Linked DNA regions of Mus musculus: all the other regions are linked to region 3. The links are chromatin contacts, called in public Hi-C and HiChIP or PLAC-seq maps. All regions are on one chromosome and are shown on one strand. Each heading gives the region's core, a stretch centred on a gene start, on an enhancer-like site or on the middle of the called end of the contact. The rest is flanking DNA. Distances are from core to core; before and after follow the strand shown.

Evidence for each region. Hi-C and Micro-C count contacts between places; a contact is called where the count stands out from the background. HiChIP or PLAC-seq counts read pairs in DNA pulled down with a chosen protein or histone mark.
Region 1: a contact with region 3 is called in an H3K4me3 HiChIP or PLAC-seq map of bone marrow-derived macrophages, with 4 times the contacts expected there. The contact joins two enhancer-like sites. A contact is called at or near these places in 1 of 39 promoter capture datasets (macrophages), 1 of 15 datasets of contacts at CTCF or cohesin (the NIH/3T3 cell line), 7 of 484 Hi-C or Micro-C datasets (the CH12 cell line, Th1 cells, bone marrow-derived macrophages and 3 more), 4 of 115 datasets of contacts at active chromatin or transcription factors (bone marrow-derived dendritic cells, bone marrow-derived macrophages, microglia and 1 more) and 3 of 9 other capture datasets (adipose tissue, liver and macrophages).
Region 2: a contact with region 3 is called in a Hi-C map of liver, with 2.4 times the contacts expected there. The contact joins the promoter of Klhl9 here to the enhancer-like site in region 3. A contact is called at or near these places in 1 of 39 promoter capture datasets (liver), 2 of 15 datasets of contacts at CTCF or cohesin (CD8 T cells and the NIH/3T3 cell line), 2 of 484 Hi-C or Micro-C datasets (liver and muscle stem cells) and 2 of 9 other capture datasets (adipose tissue and macrophages).
Region 4: a contact with region 3 is called in a Hi-C map of bone marrow-derived macrophages, with 8 times the contacts expected there. The contact joins two enhancer-like sites. A contact is called at or near these places in 2 of 39 promoter capture datasets (the 3T3-L1 cell line and hippocampal neurons), 1 of 15 datasets of contacts at CTCF or cohesin (pro-B cells), 59 of 484 Hi-C or Micro-C datasets (the 3T3-L1 cell line, 3T3-L1-derived adipocytes, the Ba/F3 cell line and 41 more), 6 of 115 datasets of contacts at active chromatin or transcription factors (the NIH/3T3 cell line, bone marrow-derived dendritic cells, bone marrow-derived macrophages and 3 more) and 2 of 9 other capture datasets (liver and macrophages).

What each region holds. Positions count from the first base shown.
Region 1 is chr4:88,394,477-88,397,386 of GRCm38.p6, forward strand. It overlaps Focad (focadhesin), which reads left to right. Exons shown (of 44, transcript NM_001081184.1): 38 at 2,499-2,759. Among named protein-coding and RNA genes, the nearest start is that of Hacd4, 43 kb to the right of the region's middle. Within about 2 kb of position 1,470, at least 11 of the 459 cell types and tissues checked have an H3K27ac peak or open chromatin away from gene starts, as enhancers often do. A contact at or near this core is called in bone marrow-derived macrophages and microglia, where this site is marked.
Region 2 is chr4:88,720,968-88,723,906 of GRCm38.p6, forward strand. It overlaps Klhl9 (kelch-like 9), which reads right to left and starts at 1,541. Exons shown (of 1, transcript NM_172871.2): 1 at 1-1,541. The coding sequence starts at 1,035.
Region 3 is chr4:88,535,996-88,538,932 of GRCm38.p6, forward strand. No RefSeq gene overlaps it. Among named protein-coding and RNA genes, the nearest start is that of Ifnb1, 15 kb to the left of the region's middle. Within about 2 kb of position 1,591, at least 121 of the 459 cell types and tissues checked have an H3K27ac peak or open chromatin away from gene starts, as enhancers often do. A contact at or near this core is called in CD8 T cells, the NIH/3T3 cell line, adipose tissue and 4 more, where this site is marked.
Region 4 is chr4:88,308,407-88,311,392 of GRCm38.p6, forward strand. Focad (focadhesin) reads left to right here. Exons shown (of 44, transcript NM_001081184.1): 21 at 1,386-1,507. Among named protein-coding and RNA genes, the nearest start is that of Hacd4, 130 kb to the right of the region's middle. Within about 2 kb of position 1,460, at least 4 of the 459 cell types and tissues checked have an H3K27ac peak or open chromatin away from gene starts, as enhancers often do. A contact at or near this core is called in bone marrow-derived macrophages, where this site is marked.

The sequences.
Region 1 (2,910 bases), core at 220-2,719, 140 kb before region 3:
GTTGTAATTTATGTATCCTAAAAGTGGCTACTTTAATGGTAAACTTCGGTGAGTTTTAGTGCATTTATGTTTCTAGTCATTGTCATGGATATTCATACCACACAACATGACATTGGGCCTATTTTTAGTTAGTCTCAGCTGAGACTCAAGCCATCAAGAATGTGCTGTCCATAATTATTCCTGTGTGTGTGTGATGTACAGGTGCATGGGTTATGTAGAGTATGGGGAGTGGAGGTCAAAGGCCAGTGTTGCCTGTCTTCCTTAGGTGTACTCCTATTTTTTTTGAGCCAGGGTCTCTCACTGAACCTGGAGCTCATGATTTGGCTAAACTGTCTGGTGGGCATGCCCCAGGGATTCCGTTTCCTGTGTTTCCCCAGCACTGGGTTTACAGGAAGCTCTGGGATTGCAGGCACACTGCCATGCTTTTTCACATGGGGGCTGGAGATTGAAAGTTTGTACACACCAGCACTTCACTCTTCAGACCCTGTCCTTCTTTTCCTCTCTCACTGTTTCATGGTTTCCGTGAGAAATGTGTACAGTGTGCTATGACTGTATTAACTCCATCCCACTGTCCTTTCATACCCACCCCCTTCCCTACCCACCCAACTTTGTGTCCATTTTCTCTTTTTCTTTAAATCCATCAAGACCAATTTATGCTGCCCAGATACTCTTGGGCATGTGGCCTTCTCCTGGAGTGACATAGATGTACCAGGGGCCACATGCATAATGAAGCTGACTTTCTTCCTAGAAGTTGTCAGTTACTCATAGCTCCTAAGCTAGGAATGGGACTTTGTGCCCATTTCCCCTCTCTGTTGTCCATGCTGGCTTGGTCTGGCTTGAACACCTACAGGCCTTGTGTAGCTACCCCTATACATTTAAACTGTACATACATTTTAGAAAGTCTTTAGCATTGAATTGTATTATGAAGCTTTGTACCTAGGAAGGATGCTTTGTTATTTCTCCTTTATAGATTGATAAGCCTGAGACCTGTAGGAATTAAGCACAGTTTGATAGGGAAATATGTGGGAAGCCAATATGTGGTGGACTTCCAAGCTTTGTACCATGAACTCTTTCTTTCTGTTGAGTCAAGTGTCCAGCAGCCTATTCCGTTGACCTGAGAATTTTCTCTACAGTTCTGTAGGCCTTCCATTTCTGGTTTAGACCTATGTGGCTCTTTACATCTGGTTTGGTAATGGGTGTATGTTGTTAATTCTTAAAATTATTTAAGCTGGAATATTCTTGAAGATGAGCTCTTTAGAAAATTCACTGGAAAGATTTCATTACCTTTTTTTTCCAAGCCTACTTCATTTAGACTTGTCCATTAGTATCAAACTTGTATTATGTTTGAACTGCCATGTAACAGTTAACACTAGTCGTGCCTCATCTTGACTCTCATGCACTGTGTGCCATGGTCAGGCCCACATGCTCAGTGCCTGGCTCTTTGCTCAGAAGCAGCCCAGCATGCAAGTTCCTCTTTCCACTTCCCTGTTTTCCCTCAAAAGATGATTAAAGTATCCGATGCTTTGTGTAGTTGATTTTTTAGCAGATGGGCTTCCCATCTTTGACTTCAACGTCACACACCTGCATGTGTACCTGCACACATGCATACATAAAGTTCACACTACAGAAACAATGAAAAACATCTGAATAGCAACTATGACATTCTTCAGAAGTACATTTTATTCCCATCCCTGCAAAGATCTAAGGTATACGTGAAGCAGAGTAGTTGAATAGATTGATAGCTTCTCTTGCTAGAGAATATGGTTTTAAGACTGCATTGGAGAAGATGAGGAAATGGGTAAAATGTTTGCTGTGAAAACATAAACACCTATGCTTGGATCTCCAGCATTCATATAAAGCTTGGATGTGGTGTGTGTGTGTGTGTGTGTGTGTGTGTGTTTGCTGAGGAAGTGAAGACAGACGACCTGTGGAGCTCATTGGCCACCCAGACTATCCAATTGGTAAACTCTGTGTTCAGTGAGGAATGCTGTCTCAAAAACAAAGATGGAGTATGACTGAGAAAGACACCTGAAGTTGACACCTGTGCACCTGCACACCCATATATGTGAGCAAATATATATATATATATATATATATATATATATATATATATATATATGCATATACCATACACAAAACAGCCAAAACAATAAGAAAAAATCAGAATGGCAACCATGACATCCTTTCAGAAGTGGCATTTAGTTCCCATCTCTGAACAGGTTTAAGCTATTCAACAATTTCAGTTGAGCAGATTGATGGATCCTACAGGTACACATGTGTCACGCTGGATGAGAAGTAACCGGAACAGCTATAATTACTAGTGTCTCTTAATAGTTAATAGTGACCCTTTGGACTATGAAGCCATGGGAAAATGCAGGAGAAAGAAGTAACCCACAGCTTTTAATCTGTCTGCCCCAACTCAGTGATGACCTAGGGGCTTTGACCACCACAAACTCAGACGGACTTGTTTATGTCTGGCTTATCTGTTTCCCTTCCAGCTGAATATCAAGAAATACCTCCTGGTATCCATGCCTCTGTGGGCAAAGCACGTGTCTGATGAACAGATCCAGGGTTTTGTTGAAAACCTGATGGTGGAAGTTTTTAAAACAGCTTCCCAACCGTGCCATCCTGAGATGTGCCTAAGTGCCTTACAGGGTCTGAGCCAGGCCATGAAACTGCCCAGTCCTTCCCACCACCTCTGGAGTCTGCTCTGCGATGCTACTGGGAGAATTTTTGACCTTCTGCCAAATAGGATTCGGGTAAAGAACAAAAACATTTACATTCCTAACAGTTTATGCTTGGGCTTCTTTAAAGTCATTTTGGCAAAGGCAGGCTGGGGATGTTTTAAGAATATGGGTGGGAAGACTAGCAAGAAATGACACATTCTTAACTAGGAGTAGGTTTGTTTCA
Region 2 (2,939 bases), core at 291-2,790, 180 kb after region 3:
AATAACAGCAATGCCATGCTGGTATCGAGGAGCATCCATGGGCGCTAACGACTTCCACTCCTGCGCCCTTTCGTCGTACATTCGTAACTCTTTACTGACAACTAGCTGTTGTCTCAAAACTCCTCCTAAGGTAACCAAATGAGTAGAATCAGATCGAATGGCAGTTCTGTCCGACTGCATCACCGGCTGCATATACGGCATCATTTGGTAATTGCTTGCTTCCAAAAGTAAATTCACACAGGTATTGTCTGTTCTCATGAAATCTACTGTCTGCACATAGTTGATGAGATCCTGTGGTGTCATCAGTGGAAAGCGAATATTCTTCATTAATTTTGCGGCATAGTCCATCCGAGGGTCTTCCAGCCTCAGCCAGCGGCAGGCTGCCTTGAAGAGCTCAAGTTCCGAACAGTGCTTGAGACTATTGCTGGAAAGCACAAAGGCAAGCCGTTCAAAGGGGAGTTTCAGAAACTCCCCAGTATTCAACAAGGCAGGAAAGTTCTTCAGGATGAAATTATTTACGTATTTATCCACTTCTATAAGATTGTAGGTGTTAGCAATCCGGCCAACCTCCACACAGTTATCCAAAGAGACGCCTGATATAAGAAATACTTTACAAAAATCCAAAACCGGCAAGATCTGTAGAAAGCTGGCAGCTTCAAGAGTGTCCTGAAGATTGTCCATATTAAGAGACAGTTTTGCAGTATAAATAAAATCAATGATTTTCTTCAGACCAACTTTGTTCACCCCATGAAGCTTGATGCACATCAAATCTTTCTCTTTCATTCCTCCAGTGAACATGGCCTTGAAATAATCACTGGCAGACGCCATCATGGCTCTATGAACCGGGAAGATTTCCTCTCCATCGCCAGGTACCAGCGTCACGTCACAAAGTAGGCCCTCTATTCTGAGCTGATCAAAGCCTTGCAATACAACCGAACTGTGCGTGTTGCTGGTAAAAAACCGCGTAGTTCCAGACTTGCAAGGCTGCAGGTGGGCAGAGACGCCCATGTCGCCGTTACCCAGAGACACCTTCATGGGAGAAGCCGGAGCTCGCTGCGAGCTGCAGGCCGCAGACGTTACAAAGAGAACGCTCTCGGGAAACCCCGGGGCCGCCGAACCAAGGGCAAGCAAGCGGTCGCCGCAGCACCGCTCTGGGCACACCGACGTCCGCCCTGCAGCAACAGCAGCACGCACCTCAAATCTGCCAGGAGAGCGGGTGAGTCATCACCCGGGGCAGTTACGTGACCGCTTCACCTCCTCCGGTCCCGGGCTGTCGTCCTTCGCCGCTGCGCTCAGGGCGGGGGAGGGGCCGTCACGGCCTGCGCACCCCGGCTGCCGCCCTCCAAGGCTCAGCCACCCCAACGAGCTGCGGCCGCGTCCTCTGCGATCCCCGCTGTGTCGTCGCGGCTACGGACTTGGCTTGGAGCAGGGCCTGGAATCCCGACTTGGGCCTAGAACGGCGGCCTAGCACCGAGAGCCAGCCCGACCTTCCGGAAAGGCAGAATCCCAGGATCCCCCGGGCTAGGAGCGGCTGCACAGCTAGTGCGCTTGCGCGGCTGAGCTGGCAAGGGGGCGGTGGATGGGGGCAGGGCGCGGGCGGGACTGGGGGCGGGGTTCCGGCCGGCCAGCGAGGCCGGTGCAGGGTCCATTATGTAAGCTTGTAGGAATGCGCGTGCGTGTGCTTAAGCTTGCTTTTCAAGAGCGCGTTCTTTTCAAGATTTACGCTTAAGGTCTTTGCCAGAGCAGCAACGAAAGGCAACCTTTGTTCAAACACAAGAAGCCTGGCAGAAGAAATCATTGTATCGTTTTATTTATTTATTTTCTTCAAGAACAGTTTTACAGTTTGCGTCACACTCAATTAAAAATGTTGATTGTAAAAGGTTTTTTGTTTGTTTGTTTAACATTTAAGACACATGAGATTTAACTTGCCACTAAATTTTGGTCCTAATGATACATTTTTTTAATATTTGGCAGGAGAGATAATGCCTTCATAAATACGGTTTTCAGGGTTTTGTTTTCCAAACACTATTTTTAACTGGCTACAGTTTTCCAGTAGTTGAGCATGTTATAGTTTACTTTGTCCACTGTTTTCATCAGTGTACAAATGTCCTCCATTATCTTATGGACTCTGTAATAAGCGCAGATGATTTGAACACAAAACGTTATCCTGATTTGGATAATGATAATATTTGGTAGAATATTCAAGTCAATGTTTCCAAAATAGTTACCCTTTGCGTTTCCCTTGTGTTGAACTTTGCTTTTATAAGTATTTTTTATTAACATGCAGTTCTCTAGCTACTGGCAAATTTTAACTTTGATTTGAGAATAAGTATATAATTTGCCGTAGTTCTCTGTTCTCGAAGTTCCAAATCCTTCTAGCGTTTACTTGTATGCAGACTAAGAATATACTTACATTCTTATGCTCCACTTCCTGGCTCTTTTCTAAATGGCATGTATCCTACTGGATTTTTTTTTTCCAGTTCAAGATTTTCCAAAATTGGTATATAGAGAGCTTACTTACAACCTGTTGATGACCCCAAAAAAATGTATGTAATTTACTTAACTATAGGTGATTAATCTTCCTTTATTTCTCCTTCCTTCTTCTCCCGGTGGTTTCCGGCCAATTGCAGCAATCCCGGGAAACTAGTAGAACAACATTCTTTTCCCCAAACTAGTAGAACAACCTGTGGTCGTCGTTCCTTCCCCCCCCCCCCCCCAGGTGCCCTGTTATACCAGAGCTTTGTTGAAATGAGAATGGTCTTGAGAAGTTCTTCCCAGGAGCTAAGTTCTGGGAGGCTGCTTGGTTCAGGAGTTGGGGTAAGCCTTTCCTGAGTGGCTCTGACATGTCACCTGGCTGTGAAGAGGCACTTCCGAGAGATTAATTTCTACCTGTAGGGAAAGAAAGAACAAGATCACTTCCTGAGAAGGTGCCAGAGCAA
Region 3 (2,937 bases), core at 341-2,840:
GTCATAAGCCTATCACCAGACTTAGCTTTGGGGTTTCCCCCCTGGCCATCCCTAGATCCAGCTGTTCACAGGCCACTGTGGGTTCCATCCAAGTCTTCTCTTGCTGAGGTTCAAAATGTGTTATGCCAAACTATCACAACTTGGAAAACTACAGAAGAAAGTTATTTTCTTTTCGGTATGCAATGCCCATCAAAGACATTTTCACTTTCCCTCACTTAAATTAGGAGGTAAGAGGATGCTCATGTGAGAGGTGTACTGGTCCCCTCACCCCTACCCCGTGGAAGAAAGGAATGAGAACAGGAAGGCCACAAGAGGATTCTCCACAAGGTGCTTTGCTGACACCCCCCCCTCCACACACACACACACCTACTTGTTTCCTGCCACTAGGTCACTATGTCCACTTACCAGATCATAAAACCTGCTGTCTGTTTTGTTTTGTTGAGGTTAGGTTTCTTTGTGGAGTCCTGGCTACCCTGCAATTAGCTCTGGTAACCAAGTTGGCCTCAAACTCAGAGATGTGCTTGCCTTTGCCTCCAGAGTGCTGGAATTCAAGGTGTGCCATCATGCCCACCTTGAACCTCCAATTTTAAAGGTTCCCAAGTCACAGAGACGCGCTCAAACTTTGCTTAATTTTTCCTTTCTAGACTCTTATTTCAGGGTGTTGACGACAAATGTGGTACTGGTAAGAACCTTTTTGTCCTTCTGTATACAAAAGATGACCAGATGATCTTCCAGCCTGCACTCTCCTACAGTTGGAATGTTCTCATCGTGGGTTAAGGATCCTGAGACACACAGGATTGCTCACCCAGGACCATCCATCCTGTCCCTGACAGACTCCCGTTGGCGCAGAGCCTGGATTTGCTTTTCCTTTGGCGTAACAGACAGCTCTGTGCACAGCTGCTTTCTCGTTCATTGTTAGCGATGGGTTTAGGGACTTGCAAGTGTCAACCTGACTGGATGATTAAATGGCAAGGTGTCATTTCTGGGTATTCTGTGATGTGTTTTCAGAAGGAAATGATGGGTGAGGTAGTAAACTGAATCAGGAGGGTCAGTAGAGGCACCAATCACTTAGGGGTCCAGGTAGAACAAACGGGGCAAAGAGTGTGTGCCTTCCTCTATTCCCCCCTGCATTTGGACAAGTGCCTTTTTCTGCCTCTGAGCACAACTGCAGGATCTGTCAGTCCTTTTGACTGCAATGGCCTCCTAGAGTTCTTGTTCTTTGTCTTGGGATAGAATTATATTCCAGTCTTTCTGGTTTGGAGGCTTCCAAACTTGGACTGAGCTGTGCTCCTGGTATCCCGAGGCCTTCAGCTTGCAGGTAGCCTGTCCTGTGACCTCTCAGCTACCATAACCACATGAGACGATCTCGTACAAATGCCATTCCTCCTTTTACTCCTTCCCTCCCGGGGGTGAGCAAAGCCGAAGAAGACACAACCCCCACCAACCCCACACCCCCGCTAGTGTACACACGCCATTGTCCATTCTCTGTTTGCTTCCTGTCTCAGTTTCTGGCCTTCTACAGAGAAACAGCCAAAGCAACACTCTCTGCATCGCTAAACTTAGAACTCAACTTAGTGATTTCCTCACCAAGGGTTGCGTAATGAACTATGAACCACGAGCACAAAAATAACAAAGAGGATGACACAACAGGCGAAAGGGAAACTAAACACGTTAGTTGTCAGACTGGATTTGAAGATCGGGGCCAGGAGTCCCCTCCAGCCAGGCTGAAAGTAGTCCAGCTATCTTCTCAGAACAGGGGATTTTTTTTTCCTTCTGCCTGCCTTATGCTTTTCTGGCGAAAACTTTACTGTGCCTAAACACAAAGAGAAATAGAAAAGTGCTGAATAAGGTGTGGTCTTGTAACCAGGCAGCACGGTGCCAAGAGCAATGGCACTAGCTGTAACTTGGAAATTTTGGCAAAAAGCTTGGTGCGGGCACCTAGCAAATGGTTCTCTCGTCCTCTTCCTTGTAAGAAGTGAAGTTAGCCTAACAAAGTTCCTGACCAGTTCTCTTGGGATGGCTTTGCCTCAGCTCATAAACCTAGAATGTTCTAATGGTTATTAACATAGAAGATCCAAGGCACAAGGAACACTCACTCGCAGCCAGGTACCATTCTGAGCAAATCAACTAAACAAAACAATGAGCCACAAGTCTATGACCTAGTATCACATACTCATTTAAAATTTATAGCTAAGGAAACTGGTTGCACACCAACCTTTCTTCTTTCCCTGTGTTAAGACACTAAATGTAGTCCTCTAGTTTAGACGTTTAACAGGAACATTCAATACCTAGCGGGCTTCCCATCTGCCACTCCTAACCAAAGGAAGACATTTTTCATTTCAGTACAACCCATATGCTTTATTTATAAAACACCCATCTGTCAACTCATTGCCTTAGCTCCTGCTTGTGTACCCCAACCCTTCTTTCAGCTTACTTCACCTTCTCTCCTAAACTTCCATCAGTTCTAACATGAAGGTTATGTGTGGGTGTCTCTCCATTTTACTCTCTGCTTTGGACCTATGAGTCTTTGCATACATGAATATGCTAGAAAATCCATTGTTCTGAGATTTGCATCTGAGCTCCCTGTCATTGGCACAGCAGCCCACCAGAAATTTAGCAGGGTTCCTGTCTCTCCATATTTTCATTGATATGTGTTATCTCCTTATCTGATTCTAGTTGGTTTTTTTTTTTTTTAACATGGGTCTGAAGTGGTAGCTCATTCTGATTTTGATGAGAATTTCCCTAGTGATGCTAGTCACATCCAATTTAAACTTTCTTGCCTGTGTCAAGTACATTCCTTTCTTCTCTCTCTCTCTCTCTCTCTCTCTCTCTCTCTCTCTCTCTCTCTCCCTCTCTCTCTCTCCCTCTCTCTCTCTTTCAGATAAGGCCTCTCAGTGACCTAGAACATCCTGAGTGTGCCAGGCAGTGTGGTCAGTG
Region 4 (2,986 bases), core at 210-2,709, 230 kb before region 3:
TTATAAATAATATAGAGGTCATAAGACATGCAGGAGGACGTGATTAGATTATATGCAAATCCTATGCCATTTTATATAAGGGACTTGACTATTCATGGATTTTGCTAACCATGGGGGTTTTGGAACCGTTCCCCATGGGCACTGAGCAAAGGCTTTCGCTGCAGTAACTAGGACAGCTGTTGCAAATATAAGTTCCTCTGATATTTTTAAAATTGATTCTGAACAAATACCCACAGTACTTGGGATTTTATTTTTCCAGAACTTGAACCCCGATTGGTGCTGCCAGAGACGTAAGTCCACAGCAGTACTATTTGCCCAGTGTTTAACTCAGGAGCTACCTGGTGCCTGTTTGCAGTAAAAAGAATACACAACTCTTGCATATTCATGTAAAGGAATATGATGAGGGAGTGAGGAGACCATCGCCAGTGAGAGCAAGATGATTCCCAAAACAGCGAGGGTGGGTGAAGGAAGTGAGATGTGAAGACATATTCATGTTCTAACTCCATTCATAAAAAGAGCCATGATAGGCAAAGTGGCAGCTAGAAGTGGTGCTGCCAGCCGAGTTGGAGGCGTGACAGGAAGGTGTGCCCAAAGGCTTCTGAGAGGCACATAATGACTTGGTTCTTGTTCTGTGCTCTGCTTAGACATGTCTTCTCAGTGAAAAACAATTTACTGAGCCATGTTTATAAAGTGTGCACCTTTCTCTGTCACTACTAAGAATACATGTTGGAAATGTAGTCATCTGTATGTTTTGCCATCTCGGTCCTTCAGTATGTCTTTTTGTTGGCTCAGAATTACCAATTTTCCACAGGTTTCCTGGGGTTACCATAAATTACTTTACTGGCTTCCTTGGCTTTTGATTGACTTGGGGCCTACCTGGTGCTGGGAGTTCATTGAGAACTCAGTTAACCACAGTTACAAAGGTGGGGAAAAGAGGCCCAACCAAAAGCTTGTTGATGCACGTGGAATCTCAGCTTGTTTCGTGTGTGGGCATGGGCTAAGGGCCTTAAGTTATCAAGAGCTGACATTATACTATGCACATACTTTTATTTAATGAAACTTATCTTAGGATAAAGTTTAATAGTACCAATGTTTTGTAAAATGTGAAATGAATTCAAATTATAAATTTCCTTTTTTGTAAATATTTATACTGGTAAATGTTAATTATAAGTGACTTGTAAATAAATTATATTTTAAATGTTAATTTTTATATCCACTTTTTTCATTCTTTGGACATTAATATTCAAAAATAATAATTTGCTCAATAATTTATATTTTCATTGATAATTTCTGCATTCAAATTGGCTGAGTGTGAATTACTGGGAATATAATTTGTAATTTTCTCTCATTGAAAATGCTCATCCTGAATTTCTTTCTTTTGAAAGGTGGCATGCTGTTTTGCTATGATCTTGCCATGTATCAGAGCAAAGATGGCAAGCCACTGAATCGGCTGATGGCCAGTAGAGGGCGAAGCTTCAAGCAGACAACACTGGCTCTCATTCATGAAGTAGGTGCTGTCCTATGCCCCATTGGCTCTTTGTGTTTTGGTCTCCCCTTCCCTTTATGTGTAGGAACAGGAGTTTGTTTGGAATGGGTTTTTGTTTTGTTTTGTTTTGTTTTGTTTTGTTTTTTACTTTGCTACAGTTAGCATAGGTTGCTTTTAATGCTTCCAAAATAGCTGGCCAAATAAGATGATTAGTCCTGTGTTTCTACAACAGAGAGTTGACACTTCCCCACTGCCCTGCAGTGTTATGAGGAAGTAGCCTGGAAAGATTTTACTTGTTTACTTATTTCAGCAATGTTTAGATTGTTTACATTGTTTAGATTGAATTTCAACCTATGTAAAGAAAAAGTACTCCCTTTGTTTCTCTTAAAAACTGTGTGTGTGCGGGGGGGGGGGGGCAGCAGGGGATCTATACATGTGCATGTGGGCATCAGAGGACAACTTGCAGAAAGTGAGTGGCTTTCCCTTCCACCATGTGGTTTCTGGGATGGAACCCAGGTCGTGATGCTCAGAGGCTAACACTTCCCTGTGTTGAGCACCCTCTGACCCCTTCCTTTACCTTTTTATGTATGTGCATGCCTGTGACACACATAGAATTTACAGGGTAGCTTGTAAGAGGTACTTTTTTCTTTCTACCTTGTGGATTCTAGGGTGAAACTCAGGCTGTCAGGCTTGGCAGCAAGCAAGTGCCGTCACCCATGCCATCAGCATGCTGGCTCCTGCAGAGTACTTGAAGTCTTTTTTGATAACAGTGCCTATCATTCAGTTAAGAGAAGGAATTGTGGGAGAAGTATTGTTTCTCCTGGGTAAAAATGCTTAAGCAAAGCAGAGGAAAACAGGTCATTTCTGTACCTGCTATTTGCAGTCATCGCCTGGGTTAGCATGGAGAAGAAAGAGATTCGCTACCTTTATCATTTTAAGCCCTGCGTATAGGTATTTTCAGGACAAATCCAAGTTTAAACTCTTTATGAAAAATTGATTTGAAAAGTTATCAGAACAGAAAAATTTTAAAAAGGTGTGGGCTAGTAGAAGCTATGATAAATTTAGCTAATGTATCAGAAGTTATGGGCTATGTATGAGCAGAGGATGTGCCTGGATTAAGGCACTTGTAGCTTGAGGTATAGAGGACCTAGAACATATCACAGAGAGGAGAAAATGGCAGTATTATTTGTGAGAGATTTTGCCAAATGGGATTTTAGTTCAGATTGAGTTCCCATGACCTAGTGCTTAACTGTGTTGTTGTGGAGGTTAACTGTCTTGTCAACTGGAGTTCGAGATCAAACAGCCACATTATGCAACTCATGACTGTTTAACTCTAGCTCTCTGGGATTCAACATGCTTCTGGCCTCCATGCATACACATGTATACACATGTGAGCAGGAACACACATACACACTTACACACACAGATGAAACAATCCATTGGTTTGTTTTTCTAATTTATTAATCATTTTATTTATTTAACATTTCAAATGTTATTCCC